Linked DNA regions of Bos taurus: region 1 is linked to region 2. The links are chromatin contacts, called in public Hi-C maps. All regions are on one chromosome and are shown on one strand. The core of a region is the stretch at or near the end of the contact, and the rest is flanking DNA. Distances in the headings are between cores, read along the strand shown.

The links. Hi-C and Micro-C count contacts between places; a contact is called where the count stands out from the background.
Region 1: a Hi-C map of liver shows a contact between it and region 2, with 2.0 times the contacts expected there. The contact joins the enhancer-like site here to the promoter of UBALD2 in region 2. A contact is called at or near these places in 2 of 11 Hi-C or Micro-C datasets (liver and skeletal muscle).

The regions. Positions count from the first base shown.
Region 1 is chr19:55,519,089-55,522,365 of ARS-UCD2.0, reverse strand. It overlaps RNF157 (ring finger protein 157), which reads right to left. Exons shown (of 19, transcript NM_001205618.2): 9 at 2,007-2,078; 10 at 979-1,138; 11 at 741-853. Among named protein-coding and RNA genes, the nearest start is that of FOXJ1, 21 kb to the left of the region's middle. Within about 2 kb of position 1,510, at least 18 of the 102 cell types and tissues checked have an H3K27ac peak or open chromatin away from gene starts, as enhancers often do. A contact at or near this core is called in liver, where this site is marked.
Region 2 is chr19:55,447,531-55,450,569 of ARS-UCD2.0, reverse strand. UBALD2 (UBA like domain containing 2) reads left to right here and starts at 1,529. Exons shown (of 3, transcript XM_005221309.4): 1 at 1,529-1,782; 2 at 2,169-2,231. The coding sequence starts at 1,663.

The DNA.
Region 1 (3,277 bases), core at 261-2,760, 72 kb before region 2:
TTTTGGGTTGTTTTCAGGCTTAGAGAACCCCCATCCATAGTCAACTGAAGACTCATCTGTAAAGTATTCTGGGTTTTTAAGGCTTGGTTTGCTTTGCCTTTAGGGTAGTTAACTAGTTCCTCCACCTGGAATTCATGATCTGATTAGGCGTGAAGTGCTAAACTAACTGATTTTTCTTCCCTAAATAGCTACCTAATCATTCCAGTACCACTTACTGAATAATTAATAATTAATCTCTTCCACTCACACATTAACCTAAAGACAAGACCTTCTAGTCTGTAACTACAAAGCTCGGAAGCTTTGCACCATCACTTACACTACGAGACCAAGGTGAATTATTTCATCTACTTGGTTCCTAGTATCTGAAGCCATAAAACGGAGTAAAGAAAAAGAGTCACCTCTGAGGATTCAGATAAAAATAGTAAGTTGAATCTAAACCTCAAACAATCATCCTCTTGTTTCTGCCTGGGGGCGTTCCAGAACTGACCCCACCTCCGGAGTGAAACAGCAAGCCGCTGGTTCTAGGGATGGTAAATATTAACTGGACACTGAGCTCCCAAGGTGGCAAGGGGAGGTTTTAATGATCAGAACATCATTTTCCACTGCACTATAGGCTGGTTCTAACACAATGCGATCTCGGCCAGCTTACTCAATACTTCAGAGTGCCAAGATTCACTTACTTGCTGCCAAGCCACATGAAGGACAGAAGGTGGGGGAAAAAAAAAAAAGGCCCAACTTACAGAATGCTCTTCTGAGTCAGACGTCTGGGATGAGAGGATAGGGTTGAAGCTGGCTGGGGACAGGGGGCCCAGTTTTTTCCTCATGGCTCGGATTTGGAGCAGTGCCCGGAAGGCTGTGAAGAGGGAAACAGGTCATCAGGACATGGGGGAGTCAGGAGGGACTAGAGCCTCCACGGAAGCCAGCCCGGCTGGGGGGCGGGGTGACCTGGGGGGCCCAGCGGGGCCTCGGGGGGCTTACGCAGTCGGCAGATAGGGCAGTTGTTGGCTTGGTAGCGAAGGGTGTCGGCGCAGGTGTTACACAGGCAGAGGTGGCGACAGGGCAGGATCAGCGTGTCCCGCACGTCGGAGAGACACACCACGCACTCGGCACTGTTATCGCTAACCTCGTCCTCAGCCACCTGTCGGGGGCGGGGGGGGCAGACAGCCAGTGTCACAAAGACTCTCATGACCCATGGTTTATTTTATTATTCATCTGTTTGTTTCATGCGGATCAGTTTTAAAGTCTTCACTGAATCTGTTACAATAGTGCCTCTGTTTTTTTATTTTTATATTCTGGTTTTTTCACTGCAAGGCATGTGGGATCTTAGCCTCCTGACCAGGGATTGAACCTGCAACCCCTTTGTTGGTAGGCAAAGTCTCAACCGATGGACCCCCAGGGAAATCCCCCATGGTTTAGAAGGCAGCTCGCCTGCAGAGCTGAGACAAGTCCTGTGAACAGAATCTTGCACCTGCATTGAACTTCATGGTTTACCAAGTGCATGTGCACGCCCAGTTTCACTTTCGGCAACTGTGTGTGCCAAGCTCCTCCTCTGGAGCTGAGATCTGGTCCTCTCCATCAGTCAGAGCTAAAGGAGCCCAGAAGGCCACACAGGGGAGGGGGCAGCGACAAACTGAGGGTCCAGGGAACTAGGTGAGCAGAGCCCCGTAGAAGAACCCATCCAAACCAGCCCATTTTTTCATTTCCAAATTTAAATATAATTATAATCATCTGAAATGAGGAAGAAGAAATACCCTTCTAGGACCAGACAAATTTCAGAGTTTGGTGTGCTAAATTCCTAGATCCTGGCTGGATCAGGATCCTCACCCTGCCTCCTGGGAAGAGGACATTCAGAACTGTGGATGGGGGACTTCCCTGGTGGTCCAGTAGTTAAGACTGTGCTTCCATTGCAGCGGGTCAGGGTTTGATCCCTGGTAGGGGAACTAAGAGCCCATATCCTGCAGGGAAAGGCCAAAAAAAAAAAAAAAAGAACCATGGATGGAACTTGCCTTAGACTCTTGCGTGTTGTACTTGTTTTCAATCCCATAGATCTCCTGAAGGAGGTAGCTGACCCCATCCACCTAAAGAACAAATGGAAAAGTGCAAGGGCAGGCTGGTTCTAATGAAAGATAAAAGCGGGAACTTACACACCTCCACCATGAACCTCCTTCGGTAACCAAGGACTACAGATTCACAATGGAAACACTCAAAGGCCTGGTCAAGCACAGGATGCCCTTATTTACTTACATGTTCTCTTTGGGAGGGGAAAGAAAATCTGATGCTTAATTCACCCACTCTTTTGTCCAACAGGGAACACGAACATTCATAAATACAACAGAAATCCTTGTACTGTAGGTCACTATGACAGAGCCCAGAGACTAGGCAAAGGGTGGAGGACCACAGGTCAAAATAGACGCATTAGCTAGCTGTGGAATGAAAGCTGAGCTTAGACCGTATACAAAGGAAGGAATGGAAATGAGAAAGAAGAAATGGGCAAGGAAAAGGGGGGAAGGGAAAATGCAGACGCTGAGAGAGAGCAGGCTCTGGAAGGAGGTCTGATTGCACCCCTCCCCCTCTACTGAGCCACCCCCATCACCGACAGGTGGGCAAAATTACCCGTTAGTCCTTCCAACAGCTGACTCATTGGAAAAGACCCTGATGCTGGGAAAGACTGAGGGTAGGAGGAAAAGGACACGACAGAGGATGAGATGCTTGGATGGCATCACTGACTCAATGGACATAAGTTTGAGCAAACTCTGGGAGGCGGTGAAAGATAGGGAAGCCTGGCGTGCTGTAGTCCACGGGGTCGCAAAGAGTTGGATACGAACTTGGCAACTGAAAAACAAGTCCTGCCTCTTAAAACCCCAACTTCAGGGCTTCCCTCATGGTCCAGTAGTTAGGACTCAGCGCTCTCACTTCTGGGGCCCAGGTTCAATCCCTGGTCAGGGAACTAAGATCTTGAACGCTGTGCAGCTTGGCCAAAAATTAAAACCCCAACTTCAAGGCCCAGTTCGACTCAGACAGCCTGAGCCACGTCTGCCAAAGCTGGCCCCTCCCTCGTTTCCTCATGCTTTCCTCATGCCAGTTCATTCCTCGCTCCCCCTACCCCCAGTGATCCCCTCCCCAAAGGCCCAGTCCATTATCAATTGCACATTCTAGTCTCCAGTTAGACTAAGCCTATTGCTGATGCCAGTCGAGCAACAGGAGAAGGGATGAACCAACTCCCTTGCAGTACCCAAGCCTTTCCACCCCATGCAGGCGTCCTGGAGAACTAGGCCTC
Region 2 (3,039 bases), core at 280-2,779:
TTCACCTTGCAATTACTGGAAGGGAAGGGCTGCAAGCTGTACTTGACTCTTCAGCCACACTCCAGGTCTCAGCCCATGCAAACTTGGAGGGAGCGAAGTACAATTACGGCAACAGAAATGGGTCTGGGCAGGCAAAAAGCTGACTCCTGCTCCTTCAAAACAAACAAACAAACAAAGGGACTAACTAAACGGGACAAACTCATTATAGTGCCTGAAGCTGGTTTTCATCAGTACATAAACATTGGGTGTAACTTTTTCCTTATTTATATTCTTTTTTTTTTTTTAATATGGTTAGGTTTTCTTAGATGGAGAGTTAAATCCACTTCAGGCAAAGTCAAAATAGAATCATGGCTTCCTTTCCTTTAGCCTCCTGTTCTGAAGACTCATAATTAATTATAATGTTCTCTTTGATTGGTATTTTAGATCCAGAACTTACAAAGTTTTTCAGAAACAGAAATTCTCACAGTGAATTCCTAGCAATATTTATTTACCGTTCTAAATTCTCTGGCCTGTCTTCAGTCTGCTTAAACTCCTAGTTCTTCTCCCATCCTGACAATTCCCAAGCACAAAACTTGAAGGTTAAATCTAATTCAGAAGATGGAAGCTCAGTGTATATAAATAAACTTTGTTTTTAAATATCTAGAGTTGAGAGCCAGTACCTGTATAGAAACAAAGTTTCAGTTAGGTCAATCAATTTATGGAAAAACATTTTTTTTTTTTAGTTTTCAATATTGGTGTCTGAGAAAGTCTCATTTTCTCCTTTCGATTATATTTAATGTACATTAACATTAGTTTACATCTTCAGAAAGCCAAGTTTTTGGCCTAAAAACGTAGGGAAAGACTGTTGGGCTTTTGGGGTGGGTTGGACTGGAAGGAGGCATGAAGAGATTACATTACACTTCAATAAAAAGCAAAAAAAAAAAAAAGTAGAGCGGCTTGAAAGTTTAAAAAAAATAAACAATTTTGAGTTGAGCAGCTTAAAAGACTCTGTTTCCTATTTTGATCACTGTGTTTCTCGAGATGACCACATCTTTCAGAGGAAGTGAGTCAAAGCCACTGTCTTGCTTTTCCAGCTGAGCATGTTCAGTTTCAATGAAGTAATGAATGAACTTGGCCGCACCACCCCCCCAAGACTACAACAGCAAATAGAGGCGCCTCAGCCAATCAGCTGGCACTCAAGGTTTTCAAGTTGAGTTCAAACAGACTCACGGGAGACCAATCAGATGGCGCGGCTCCGCCCCAAACGCCGGGTCGGGGCCAATCAGGAGCCCAAACGAGCCAAAACACAGCGTCTGGCCAATGCCCGGGAGCCCCACGGCGCCGACGTCCGCCAATGGGCGCGGCCAGGCAAAAAGAGAAACAGTGCGGGCCCGCAGGCCGCAGGATTCGAATCGAACGTCCGCACGGGAACCGGGCCCCGGCCGAGCGGAGCGGGCCAATCAGCGGCGGCGGCTCTCGGCCCCCGAACGTTGGGACACGCGGCCCCGCCCCGCGCTGTTGTTTGTGGTGTCGGCCGGCAGCGCGAGTCGGACAACAACACTCGCCAGGCGGGCGGCGCGGCGGCCGAGGGTCCGGAGGCCGCGGGCGGCGGCGGCGAGCTCGAGCGGAGGGCAGCCGGCCTCCCGCGGCCGCCGAGCCCGGGAGTGCGCGCCGGCCGGAGCCATGTCGGTGAACATGGATGAGCTGCGGCACCAGGTCATGATCAACCAGTTCGTGCTGGCCGCGGGCTGCGCGGCCGACCAGGCGAAGCAGCTGCTGCAGGCGGCCCACTGGCAGTTTGAGGTGCGTGCGGGCCGAGAGCCAGCGCTCCCGGGCGGTCCCGCTCGCTGGCCGCCGGCCCTGGGGTCGGGGTGCAGGCCGGGGCGACCGGCCGCGCGCCGCGGAGGGAGAGGGGGCAGGGAAGCTCTATGTATATCGCCCGGTCCGGCGATCGGCGCCCGCGTGGGGCGCGGGGCCCTGCCGCCTGGCACCCTCGCGGGGTCTGGGGGACGCCCCCTCCGAGCGACGCGTGCCTGCCGGCTGAAGGGTCGGACCCGGAGGCCGGGAGCGCAGCGCCACGGACACCGCGGAGGGTCCCGGCCGGTGGGGTCGGTGGGGTCGGTGGGGCCCTTGGGCTTCCTACCTTCGACCCCCGTTAACCGCCACCCTGCCGCTGTGTTTGTCCGCAGACCGCCCTGAGCACGTTTTTCCAAGAAACCAACATTCCCAACGGTCACCACCACCACCAGATGGTAAGTGTGGCCGGGCACGGCGGGCGGGAGGGCCGGTCTCGCCGCGGCTGCGGCGCACCCGGGGCGGCCGGGCGCGCGGGCCGGGGGCCGCTGTCAGGCGCCGGCAGTGACAGCCATGTTGCCGGGGAGCGCCGCGCCGCGTTGTAAACAAAGAGCCAAAATGTCTTCCAGGAAAGAGCGGCTCCCGGGGCCGGCCGGCTCGCCCAACTTTGCGGTCAGGCCTCCGGGGCCATTGTGCCCCGTCGATCTTCCTAGGTCAGGGGCCAGGAGGGTGGCTGGAGGAGTAGCCAGGAGGCAGGTGTGGGGAGGGGGCTCAGGATAACTGGATATCGGGGGAGGGGGAGGGGGAAACGGAGAGCGGGAGCGAAGGCCGGCCCCCCCCCCACCCCCCAGGGGACTGGGACCCGGGGGTGTCTGTTTATAGAGCGCCACTTCTTGCTGTTGAGTGGCAGCAAACCCCCGCCCAGCCCCACCACCGCTTCCAAACAACCCAGCTCTACGGGGAACAGGAAAGGGACAAATCCACTCCGGCCTGGGAGCTGGGCTCTTCCTAGGTAGTTATGTCCACTCTTTCCTGTTCGTGGGAAAAGACCTAACCCCGAGCCGCCTGGAAGACTTACAGGTTTTTGACTAGATAAGCCAAGAATGCGTTTAATCTCTGTAGGTGAAGACATACAAAGCACAGGAAACAGAAGTGGTTCAGGCCTGAATTTGCTTTCTTCTCTTTTCCAAGCTGGCGCCAGGCCTGGGCCTTTGCCCTGCTGGCCATAAGGCGTCCTGCTCTCCACTGGGCTCAGGACATCCCTTC